3 separate regions of the Sus scrofa genome follow, and regions 1 and 2 are each linked to region 3. Evidence: chromatin contacts called from public Hi-C and HiChIP or PLAC-seq data. All regions are on one chromosome and are shown on one strand. Each heading gives the region's core, a stretch centred on a gene start, on an enhancer-like site or on the middle of the called end of the contact. The rest is flanking DNA. Distances are from core to core; before and after follow the strand shown. Region 1 holds the start of MOSPD3 (motile sperm domain containing 3). Region 2 holds the start of LRCH4 (leucine-rich repeat and calponin homology domain-containing protein 4). Region 3 holds the start of SLC12A9 (solute carrier family 12 member 9).

Region 1 (3,989 bases), core at 882-3,381, 160 kb after region 3:
AGGAAAAAAAGTGGAAAGAAAGGGGACTGTTCCCTAAACGTCTTAGCTCAACTTTACAAATTTATTTTATTCAACTTGGAAATGAATACAAATCCCTGGGTTTTGTCTGTGTAGGGGTGGGGGGATGGGCAGGAGGGAGGAAGAAGGAAGCAGGCGTGGCGGCAGGGTTATGAGCATCACAGTGGCTGTCTCATGTCCACGTCCACGTCCCTGCCCGGGGAGGGGGGTGGTGGAGGTGGAGCAGGGAGCTCAGATCCGGAGGAACACCATGGTCAGGAGGCCTGGAGAGGGGAGAACAAAAGAGCAAGGTCGTATATGCAGCCGGGGGCCCTGGAGGCCCCCTTTCCAGTCCCGGCTCCCCCTCTCTGGGCCCACATCCTCTACCACCACCACTGTGCTCACCCAAGACGTAGGCTGCCACCAACTTCTGTCCCAGGGAGACGTGCAAGATTGGGGGCAGCTGGCTGCCAAGTTCATCCTGGAGCGGGAGCAGCAGGAAGGCCACCGAGACGATGCCCATCAGCAAGAAGAGGAGGAAGGAGCTGGTGGCCAGTTGCGGGTGGGGGTCTGGGAAACAAGGCCTGTCAGACGCTCCAGCCCGCACTCCTGCCCAGCCCAAGGTCCTACAGGGAGGAGGCTGAAGATGGAAGGTGTACCTACTTTTCGTTGGACACTGGAAGTGTCCTCTCCTCCCTGGAGCCTCTGTCCCCACAGCCACAAGACACCCTCTCCCCTTTGGTCCCTCATCATTCTTCCTCTCTCTTCACTCTGTCTTGAATACTGGCCCTGCTTACTGGTCTATCGGGCAGAGACCCCTGTCTCCCACACATACACAACTTGGGACGGCAGGAGTTGCTCAACCTACGCTTCTTATTGAACTGAACTTGGCTGATACATGATGGGAAGTACTGAAGTCAGAGCTAAGGGAAACATTTTTTCCCCCTCAGTGGAAGCCAGAAACCAACCTGATGTAAAATCTCAACTCCTAGGTAGGTTTCCACCAAAAAGCAAAAGACTGAACCGGAGGCCTCTTCACCTCCAACTGAGCTCATCTCTAAGATCATGCTAGGTCCTCCCTCCCTACAGAACTCTCAGAATTCCCATCCCCAAACTCACTCTCTGGGAAGTGTTGGGCCGAGGGTGGAGCGGTCCAGGAAGGGGGCCCTGGGTGGGGCGTTGGGTCAGGCTGTCCCTGAAGCTCAGGGGGGTACGTTGGGGCCCTCAGAACTGAGGTGATGTCCTTGCGCCCCACCACTCGGCCCTCTGTTCCTTCCTCAGACAGCTCAATGCGGAAGCGGTCCTGGACGTCATAGTGGCTGGGATTGGGGGCCACGTGGCGAATCACACTGGTCTCAAGAAAGGAGAGAGGCCCATTGAGGGGCCGTGATCCAAGTGGATCCAGGCCCCACCCTCCCAGGAAACTTTCCCTTAGGGACGCAGACAGAGGGGTGGGTAAAACAGATTGAAGAGGACAAGGTCTGGGACCTAAGGCCAAAGCACAGTAAATCAGAGAACTATTCTGGCAGCAACCCCTGGCTTTCATCAGCCTCTCGACCCCTCCCCTCCCAACTCACATGTCAATGCAGGATTGAGGCTTCACATATCCTTCCGCGTCAAACACTGTGTATTTGGCAGGTGCTGTGCACAGAACTGGAGGAAGAAAGCACAGAGAATGATTATTGCTTCAGGGACCCTGTACAAGCCCCGCCCATGGAGCGCCTTTGCCTCCTACCCCGCCCCCCCACCTCCGATCATCCATTCTGCCTAGGCTGGACATACGACCGTACTCATCTGACTGCTCAATCCATACAGCTCCCCAATTTTCTTCTGCCAGTCCCCAGATCCTAGCGCGAGACGCCCATCCCCTTCACCTCGGAAGCGAAGCACTGCTCCCGTGGGGTTATAGAGGGTCAGCAACTGCCGGGGGCCGCTCCGCTGGTCCGCCCTGAATACTAGATCCGGGGGAAAGACGAGGACCGGGACAACAGGTCCCGAGGGAGCAGGGGCGCCCCGGGACCCCCGCCCAGGAGCCCCCGAACCCACCAGCTCCTGGTCCTGGGGCGCCCCACGGCGCATGCAAGCTCTGGGCGGTGGAACATCCGAGGGCAGAGTTCAGGGGACGGGCCTGGAGGATAGAGCTGAGGGGCGAGAGGGGTGAAACGGAACGGGATGAGACCGTAGGGCAGGGCCTGGACTGATGCTGCCGCCGCCTCGGAATCCCGCTAGATGAGGCCCCAGAAGACAGGCCCAGCCCCCCCAAACCCTTCCCCTCTCCAGCTCTGCCTTGGGTCCCCTTAGGCCCCGCCCCCAAGCTCTACCTCGAGGGTCACGCCCACCTCGTAAACCCTGCCCCTCCCAGCTCCCTGCCGGGGCCCTTGTCTTCAGTCCGGGTTCCTGATCTCCATAAGCCCCGCCCCACTCTGCAGCATGCCCCGCCCCTTCCGGGCGTCCCTGGGCACTTGCCCAGTCTGCCCCCCCAAGACTCTACTTGCCGCAGCCGCCTCTTCCGGGGCTGTCCTTTCCGTCTTCTGTTTTCCCGAGACCTGTATTTGTGCCTCCGACCCCTCCCTGAGCTCAAGCCGACGCTTATTCGGACTTCCGCCTCCGAATGGCCGCTCTTGCTATGAAGCTCGCCTTCTGGTCACAGCACCTGCCAATCAGCTTTTGGCTGTACTAGGGCTGCCATCTTCCGGAGAGACCGTTTCACTCTTCCGCCGTACGGGCTCTGTCATTGGCCAGCGCCGCCTGGTTTCAGCCGTAAGTGCGCCCATCGGTGCACGTAAAGAGGTGATTGGCTTCATCCTAGTGACGTAAAACTTTACGAGCGTCTCTAGAATGCTAACCCTGGCATAAGCGGGGGTGGGGACCCGGGCGGGGCTGGGAATGGGTCTTTGTTCCTTCTCCCCACTCTGAGCCCGTCCGAATCACTAGAATTTACCTCCCACGAGAGAGCCCTCTTTCTCTACTATCCCAGGTCCTCCTAGAAGCCTTCGCAGCAACAAAAACCGTTTGCTACAGAACTAGTTGGAAGTAGCTCCCAGTTGGACTGGGATCTCAGCCCAAGGTTCTTCTGATTCCTTCCTGCACGGAACTCACTCGGAAATCACTTATATTTGCTACTTGCTGAATTAAGAGTCAGCCTTGCTACTTACGTCATCCCACCGAATCTTCAACTCCCTTCGCAGAGGAGGAAACAGCTTCAACAAGGTGAAGAATCTTGCCCCAGGCCACACCTTTGGTTAGCAGCAGTGGAGCAAAACAAAGTTATCTTATCTGAAACCCTTCTCTGAGCGCCCTATCAAATGTAGAATCTCCCTTTGCCTGTCCTTTTGTCACGCTTTTGTTTTCTTCACAGCACTCATAGAGCTACTTGATAGCATGTTTTAGTTTATCGCTGCTCCTGTAGAATGTACCTTGCTCTCTACAACAGTAGGGACTTTGTTTTGTTTTATTTTCAGCACCTAAAACATGTGGAGTGAACAATGAATGAGTGACTAGGATGAGCTTGAGCAGAGGTCTGATTGAAGTTTGGAAGCACGACACATGTCTGTGGAAGAGAATTCCAGATGGAACTGCAAAGGCAAACGCCGGAAGTAAATGTGTACTAGATAGAAATGGTCAAGGAACCAGTATGGCTGGAACAGAGGTTTTAAGGGAGACAGTACTCAGCGTTGAGATGAGGTGGAAGGAGGGATGCTGATCACCTAGAGCCTTAGGGCCCACGGTAAGACAGACTGATGGGAAACTATGGGAGAGTTTTCTTGTTATTTTATTTATTTTATTTTGTCTCTTTTGTCCTTTTTAGGGCCGCACCCGCGGCATATGGGGTTTCCCTGGTTAGGGGTCTAATCGGAGCTGTTGCTGCCGGCCTACGCCAGAGCCACAGCAACGCCAGATCCAAGCCGGGACTGCGACCTACACCACAGCTCACGGAACGCCAGATGGTTAACCCACTGAGCAAGGCCAGGGATCGAACCCGCAACCTCATG
Region 2 (3,746 bases), core at 789-3,288, 190 kb after region 3:
GCTCCTTGGTTCAAGTGCAGTTCTAGCCACCCAGTGGCTTAGGGAATATGCATGTGACAGGAGAAATAAAGTCTGAACTACTGGTAGATGAGGCCTTTCAGGGAGTAGTGGGAAGTTTTTCCACTTGATGCCTTTTTAGCACTAATTCTGTAGAGAAACCCTGGTGAATTCTTCACATCTCAGCAGGCCAGAGCCTCCACGGGATCTTTACCTCAAAGATATAAACTCAAATAAAAAAAAAAGTTTAAACTCAGTTTGACAGGTGAGGGGGAAGGTGACCCTGCTAACTAGAGCACCTATCTCATGAAAGCACACATGAGATGAAAGTGGGTACAACTGAGCTCATGCTTTCCAGCCTCATGAAACACATCCAAAGGCGGACAGTTTTCCAGGGACAATAACATGACTGCACATAGAAAGGGCAGCCTATTAGGTGGAAGGAAGGGACAGGTTTACTCTGAAAGCGTAGGATTTCTCCCAGAGTCTAAGGTGTTCACTTAGTCTTAGGGGACAGGTGGGGGACACGGATGAGAAACAGCAGGAGTGGGGCCTGTGTCTGTCCCTGTGGGGGCAGAGGATCTGCACCAGTCCAACCAAGGAATATCTGGATCTTCCCGGAACTCCAAGGAATCCAGGCCTGGACAACCAGCCCTCAGCTGCACAGTACTATAGACTCATTCGTTTACTCTGCTGGTGAACAGACTGTCAGCCAGCCAATCAAACTCCCTTATTCAGGGGGCCTAGTAAACAGCTAGTTTGGGACACCTGGGATGGAATTTTAATAACTCAATAAATGTTCTGGAATGTCAGCATCTGAGATGTGACTTATGGGAAAGAACCTTGAGCTATTTGTGGCTAGGTAGCTATTAACCAATTAAATGGACTATATTGGGTTCTTATGCCACTTAACAGGATGTTAAGACTCTCCGTGGACGGAGCAAGAATCGGTAACTTCCTCTTGTATTTGGGTCCCCTTTATCCACTCAGTTTCACTTCGGGAGACAAAGAAGAGGATGCGAACAGAAAAAAGCCCACTGCAAAAGTTGATGCAGGGGGAAGGAAGCCTGGCCTCTAGAACGAGCTGTCGATAACTTGCTGTTTGCTCTTGACAGCTCTTCCCTCTGTCTCACTTTCCTCGTTTGTGAAACGGCGGTCCTCTTCTAGATGAGGTCCCTTCTAGACTAAGCCCCCAGGTCTGATCATCACAATTTGCCCAGGCGTACTTCTTTGGGCAAGGGGGCAGATCGGGCGGTTATTTTCGAGGATCTCCTGGTCTCCCGTAACCCTCCCTCCAGGAGTTGAGCTGGGCATCCCCGGTCCCTGGGAAGCCGCCTGTCCGCCCAGCCTCCGGAGACTGTCTCCGGGCCTCGGCCTCTGCAGCTGATATGACATTCATGGTCCCTGCGGTTGCAACGACCCCCTGTTCACTGGCCTCAGATATCGTCTTGCCTCCAGCTCCCCCTATACCCACAATCTGCCTGCTGCCACCACAGCAGGCTCGCTCCCTAACATGTCCAGCTCGCACACGCTACTGCAGTCCCTCTACTCCTTCCAGCCTGCCCAACACGCAGCGCTCACATTCTTTACGTCGGTCTCAAAGTTCTAGCTCACCCGCCTCCTTCTTAGTGAAGGGACCGCCTTCTCGCCCATGCTATTGGTAGATAGAGCCGTCCCTCAGAGAAGAGGCCGGGTCAGGTTCCCTTTGGAGGATCTAATTGGCCTTCTCGACAGTCACTCGCCTGTGTATGGCTTGCGATTTGTCTTCGTTGGAAAAAGAGACGGCCTTGCTTTTCACCGCCTCTATCATTTCAAGTGGAGCGCCGGCGTCCCCGCCTCCTGACTGGACCTGATTGGACCATCTCCACCCCTAAGATTTGTGATTGGATGCGGCTGCGCGGGGTGGGCCGGCCTGGAACGTCGGCCGTTGGCGAGCGCTCCATTCTAGTCCCCCTCCCGTGTCTCGCCTCACTCCAGCGCCGGAGTCCCCACCCCCCCGGCGGGTTCTGATTAGCCACTTCCGACGCGTCCCGGGACAGCGATTGGCCCGCCGGGTCCTCGAGCCCGCTTCCTCCCCCTGGAAGCCACTACGGCGGCTCCGAGGAGGGGGAGGGGCAAGGAGGGACGGCCGGTCCCGTCAGTCAGGCAGCGGGAGCCGCCAGGAGCGGATGGCGGCGGTGGTAGCGGCCTCACTCGCCGCTGGGGGTGAGGAGGCGGCGGCCACAACCTCCGTCCCAGGATCTCCGGGTCTGCCCGGGAGCCGCAGTGCAGAGCGGGCTCTAGAGGAGGCCGTGGCCACCGGGACCCTGAACCTGTCTAACCGGCGTTTGAAGCACTTCCCCCGGGGCGCGGCCCGCAGCTACGACCTGTCAGACATCACCCAGGCTGGTGAGTGCACCCGGCCCAGGGCCCCGCGGGGACCCTCGTTTGCATAGCCCCGCCCCTCGTTTTTCCTGGAGCCAGGGAGCCTGGCCGGCTCCCTCACCTGGTGGTCCGAGTTCTGGATTCTGCTGTTTTGCATAAGTCAGCTGCCACCCCTTCCCCATTTTAAGAACTACTAGACAATGAACACTTTTCTCGTTTGCACGGAACGCCCAGGGTCCCCGGCCGAGCGTTGTGAGAGCGCCCCCACCTCCGTTTGTCTTTATTTGCGTATCTGCGCACCTGTAGAATGGTCCCGCCCCTCCCCTAGTTTGGCTTATTTGCGTGACCTCTTCAACCTCAATTCTGATCGTTCCCACGAGCCCCTCTAATGACTCATTTCTCTTTCTGCACTTCGCCTCCAACTCTTTCCCCTGTTCCACCAAGATAGGAGCAGCCCCAGGTTCCCTGCGGCTTCCCATGGATTTGCCCCTGATAGCCCCAAGTTTCTGTTTCCTTTGCTCGGACCCGGCTCTTCACCCAGGCAGCCTGTGGGAGAAAAGCAAATCTCCCACCTCCCGCCAACTCTTTTCTCCCTGAGCTCTTCCCATTATCCCTAATCCCTTTATCTGCAACTCCTCCTCCTTGCGTGTGTGAGATCACTGTGGAGCCTGTGATCTCATAGAGACCCTAGAATTCCCAGTACAGTTTCTGCTTTCCCTAGGGGAGGGGACTTGCAGTTGCTGAAAGGAAGGAAATCTTATCTCCCAGCGGGGAGTGCTGGGAAGCTAGAGACCGTCTAGCTGTCCTTCCCACTCCCCCTACCATAGGCTCTTAACAATCATGCGTCTTCCATCCTGGTGTCTGTTGACGGTAGGGTGTAGGGGACGCCACTGTAACAGGTGAGTCAGGCCTCAGCTGCTCAGGAGGCCACCGCTGACCTTGGGCTGGCAGCTGGGGTGGGTGGGGATTGAGAGAGGGGTGGAGGACTGCATTCCCAAAGCCCCACCCCATCCGAGCCCAGGGTAGGACTTGGGAGCTGGATGAGAGTGTCCCCCGGATGACCCTGCCCTGGGACTGCATTTCTCCCCAGCAGGTGCCTGATCACCTGCAAACACCCTGTAGGCACTGGCACGCTCTCCTCTTCCTCGCGAACATTCTGGAGAGAACCAGTTGAAACCACTCGGCTTGTCTCGGGTTGCTAGGTCAACTAACTTGCCCACTCCGCAGCGAGTGAGTTCAGGGAGCGGGTGAGCCCCAGGAGCCATTCCCGACCCTCCCAGTCTCCCCCAGCCGCCTAACCCCCAAGCTCCAGATTGACCTCAGCAGCTGTGGGACACTGGCCGTCTGTTCCCTTGCCCCTCCCCCTTGCTTGTTTTTTGACAAAG
Region 3 (4,092 bases), core at 1,025-3,524:
GTTACGCTTGCATACTCCTTCAACCTCCCCCATATCCAACCCACCAGCAATTCCTTTTGCCTCTGTTTTAAAAATATAACCAGTAGCCAACTACAATTTACCACCCTAGTCCGAGTCACCGTCATCTCTTAACTGTATTATTGCAACAGCCCCCTAACTCATATGCCTGCTTCTGCCCCGGCCCCTGATCTGTCTATTCCAAACAAATCAGAGTGTTGCTATTAAAGCAAGTATCCATTCATGATGCTTCTTCTTTTTTTTTTTTAATGGTTGTTCCTGTGGCATATGGGAGTTCCCAGCCTAGGAGTCTAATCGGAGCTACAGCTGCAGGCATACGCCACAGCCTGGCAACACCAGATCCTAGCCACATCTGTGAACTATGCTGCACTTTGCAGCAATGCTGGATCCTTAATGCACTGAGTGAGGCCAGGGATTGGACCTACATCCTCACAGACACTATGTCAGGTTCTTAACCTGATGAGCCACAACAGGAACTTGTGACGCTTCTCTTTCCCAAACTGTCCAGTGGGGAGTTCCTGCTATAGTGCAGCAGGTTAAGAATCTGGTGTTAAAAAAAAAAAGAAAAAAAAAAAAATCTGGTGTTGCCACAGCTGTGGTGTAGATCACAGAAGCTGTGGTTAGGATTCGATCCCTGCCTGGGGAAATTCCATACACCTTGGGTGTAGCAGAAAAAGAAAAAAGCTGTCTAGTGGTTTCCCATTTTCCTCAGAGTAAAAGCCAAACTCCCCACCCTTTTTTTAGCTGCACCCACCAAATGCAAAAGATACCAGGGCAGGGATGGAACCTGCACCACAGCAGCCACTCAAGCTGCTGAAGTGACAACACCGGATCCTTAATCCACTGCACCACAAGAGAACTCCGCAAGGGCACTTACAAGTAAGTTAACCACACTTACCTCTTGTTTCAGACTACCGTCCAACTGCCACAGTTTACACCTTTGCCATGGCCTAAGCATTAATAGCATTTCCTTTGCTCAGAAGTGACCCAGAGTGGTCTATATATTATATGGGCAATCGCCCCATGAAGCCCTACCTGACCCGTATCCTGCCCTCACCTCTCCTCATCCCTGATCTTGCCCCACGAGGACCTCTGGGCTGTTGCCAAGAATGCTGTGGCAGCACAGGACAGGAGCCTCCTTTGTCTTTTGGACTCAAATATTACCTTCTTAGTGAAATCTCTGCCAGTCCCATTTAAAGGTGAACTACAGAAGTTCCTGTCGTGGCACAGCGGACGGACTAGGAACCATGAAGTTGCAGGTTCGATCCCTGGCCTCGCTCAGTGGGTTAAGGATCCGGCGTTGCCGAGAGCTGTGGTGTAGGTCGCACACGCGGCTTGGATCCCACATTGCTGTGGCTGTGGTGTAGGCCGGCAGCTGTAGCTCCAATTGGACCCCTAGCCTGGGAACCTCCATATGCCACAGTGCAGCCCTAAAAAGCTAAATAAATAAATAAATAAATGTGAACTACACCTTCCTTCCCATCCCACTTTCCTAGGGCTTATCCCCCTTTCCTATTTTTTTTTTCCTTAACCAGAGCGCTTAACACATCTAATAGATGCCTTTAAAGTGTTTATCTTGTTCATCGACTGCCTAGTCCCAACAGAAAAGTTAAGCTCCACGAAACAGGAACTTTTCTTTGCTGCTCTAGCTCCGGTACTTCCATCAGTCCCTGGCATTCCGGTGGCCCTTTGTAACCGTGCACCGTGTCTTCTGGGAGCCTCGGCGGATCTGGGGCTGGCTCCTCACGTGACTGCTGTGGCCCCGCCCCGCCCTCTAAGGAGGGAAGATGGCGGCGCCCAGGGTGCCCCAGAAAGAGGGCAGCAAACGAGAGGGCGCCGGCTCGCTAGAGCGTCCGCGCCGCCGCCTGGTCTGCGGTCGCGTACTGGGAAGGCGCGAATTCAGGACTACGTGCTGGTCGTCCTCCCCACCATTTTCAAAGGAGAAAGGAATTGGCTAATCCTAAAACGTTGAGCTGCCTATCATCTCCCCACTGCTTGGGATTCCTGGGATCTGAGACGTGTAGGACGAGGTTGTGGAATCAGTATCTGGGTTTTTCTCGCCTCGTGTTGGCTCCCGGATCTACCGATTAGGTCATCTCGGGGTGCCTGTCCAGCCTTCTGTTCTAAAGGATCCCAGAGCACACACCTGGACCATCCTTCGGAGACAGGACGTCCAATCCCCGCCCCTGAGTGCCCCACTCCGAGTTCAGGCCCTAAATGCTAATTCCTCGGCACCCCGTCCCCCGCCGTGAGCTCCCCTGAATTAAGTCTCGTGAATCCGGACCCCCCCCTCCCCCAGGCCCCAGGGGCAGATGAGCCCTTGGCCACCGCCCCTACAGTTTCCTGCAGATCCAGCAAACAAAAGGCTCGGGAAGAGAGGCGAGGCTGAGCAGGGCGCCCTTCCTGCAGGAACAGCTGATGGAGCAAAATGACCCAGGAGGGAGGAGAGAAGGGGAGGGATGAAATTCCAGGGTTCCTGGAGGACCGCAGCAGGAGGCCAGACTCCTGGATCCCGGGGAAGGAGGGAGGGAGTCCAGGAAAATGGATGCGGAGGGCCCAGGCAGGACACCAGAGTTTGCTGGGCTCTTTCAGATCCCAGCTGTCTTGGTAGGGGTGATGTCAACTTTAGGGAATGGAGGGGGTTGGGGGGAACTCTGGATTTCAGGTGAGCTCTCAGGCCCCCAGGCTGGAATGGTGGGGGCTGGGAGAGGCCTGAAGCACTGCGTCATCTCCTCTGGGGCCCAGCCTGCCGCCCCCCGGCCCGACCTGCTGCCCTTGGTGCAGGCCCCACCCTGGCCTGGCTTCCTGCTCCTCCCCAGGCACAGAGCTCTCCTGCCAAGCTCCACGAACCAGCCCAGGGGCTTCTTGTCCCTTCAGGTCCTTGTTAGCCTAGCCTCTAACCACGAATGGTCCTCCTTATATTTGCCCCAGAGCTGTTGCCCCTGCCCCCATCCCTGTCAAGGACACAATAGTAGGGGAAGGGCCCCGTCCAGTGGGGGGGGGGGCCTGGCATGGGGGGGGGGCTTGGCCTCATATCCTGTCAGGCTGCCAAGGGAAGAGAGGAAACAAAAGACTTCCCCCTGCTGGGACAATGAGCCTCCCATTACCTCTTTCCCTCCTCCCACTACCCCGCAGCCCTCCCGTTGAGCTCAGGCCCCCAGGCCTCCCTTCTCCAAACCTCCTTACCCTCTGATAGCCTTGGCCTCTGCTCTGAGCTCTGCCCTTCCAGCTCTGCCCTTCCCCTGCCCTCCTTCCTATCAGCTTGCACTGATGCTTGTCTCCAGTCCTGGCTGTTTCAGTCCCCTGCTCTTCCATCAGGGCTCAGAACCCCTTCCTCTGTCTCCAGCGTCAAGACCAGGGGCTGGGTGGGCAAGGCTCTGGTGAATGTTAGGGAGTAAATCATACCCGTTTAATAGCTGGTGGGAAACAGGGGCTCCACAGGAGTAAGGGTCCAAGGCAGAGGGAGGGAAATGCCCTAAGCCTGGCCTGGGTGGGAAAGGAAGAAGCAGAAGGCTGCGAGGTGTCCTCCAGGTCCTTGGAGGTCGGGCTGGAAGGCCGTTTGATCTAAGTGTGGAGTCAGGTCCACCTGCTGGCTGCTAGCTGAGTGCTTGGACGGGTCACTTAACCTCCCCAGCCTGTCTCATCTCTGAGATTCATAATAACACCCCATCCTGTCCCTCTAACAAAGTTCTTTTTTTTTTTTTTTTTTTTTTTTTTTCCCTTTTCTTGGCCACCCTGAAGCACATGGAGTTCCTGGGCCAGGGATCAGATCTGATCCACAGTTGTGACCTAAGCCGAAGGGGATCCTTAACCCACTGTGCTGGGCCTGGGCCGGGGAGTGAACCTGGTGTCCCAGTGCTCCCAAGACACTGCCAATCCCGTTGCATCACAGGGGGAACTCCTAACAGAGTTCTTAATGACGATTTAAATTTGATGATGTTTGTTTAGGGGGGAAAAGGTGAGGTTCTAAAGCTTTCCCCAGTCTTCCCAATCTATACAGCCTCCCCCATGCCCCCCCCACTCCCGTTTCCCATTCCCTGCAGTTTCCATCACAGTCACAAGCCATTAACTCCC

The links. Hi-C and Micro-C count contacts between places; a contact is called where the count stands out from the background. HiChIP or PLAC-seq counts read pairs in DNA pulled down with a chosen protein or histone mark.
Region 1: a contact with region 3 is called in an H3K27ac HiChIP or PLAC-seq map of skeletal muscle. The contact joins the promoter of MOSPD3 here to the promoter of SLC12A9 in region 3. A contact is called at or near these places in 2 of 5 promoter capture datasets (fetal skeletal muscle and liver), 8 of 47 Hi-C or Micro-C datasets (embryonic fibroblasts, epiblast stem cells, heart right ventricle and 3 more) and 2 of 2 datasets of contacts at active chromatin or transcription factors (alveolar macrophages and skeletal muscle).
Region 2: a Hi-C map of embryonic fibroblasts shows a contact between it and region 3, with 2.4 times the contacts expected there. The contact joins the promoter of LRCH4 here to the promoter of SLC12A9 in region 3. A contact is called at or near these places in 2 of 5 promoter capture datasets (fetal skeletal muscle and liver), 11 of 47 Hi-C or Micro-C datasets (alveolar macrophages, embryonic fibroblasts, epiblast stem cells and 5 more) and 1 of 2 datasets of contacts at active chromatin or transcription factors (alveolar macrophages).

What each region holds. Positions count from the first base shown.
Region 1 is chr3:8,529,887-8,533,875 of Sscrofa11.1, reverse strand. It overlaps MOSPD3 (motile sperm domain containing 3), which reads right to left and starts at 2,131. Exons shown (of 5, transcript NM_001195356.1): 1 at 1,872-2,131; 2 at 1,575-1,650; 3 at 1,117-1,346; 4 at 403-567; 5 at 48-281. The coding sequence starts at 2,076. The coding sequence ends at 250.
Region 2 is chr3:8,509,634-8,513,379 of Sscrofa11.1, reverse strand. LRCH4 (leucine-rich repeat and calponin homology domain-containing protein 4) reads left to right here and starts at 2,038. Exons shown (of 23, transcript XR_002342282.1): 1 at 2,038-2,385. FBXO24 (F-box only protein 24) reads right to left here and starts at 1,954. Exons shown (of 20, transcript XM_021086233.1): 1 at 1-1,954.
Region 3 is chr3:8,694,775-8,698,866 of Sscrofa11.1, reverse strand. SLC12A9 (solute carrier family 12 member 9) reads right to left here and starts at 2,274. Exons shown (of 14, transcript XM_003354477.4): 1 at 917-2,274.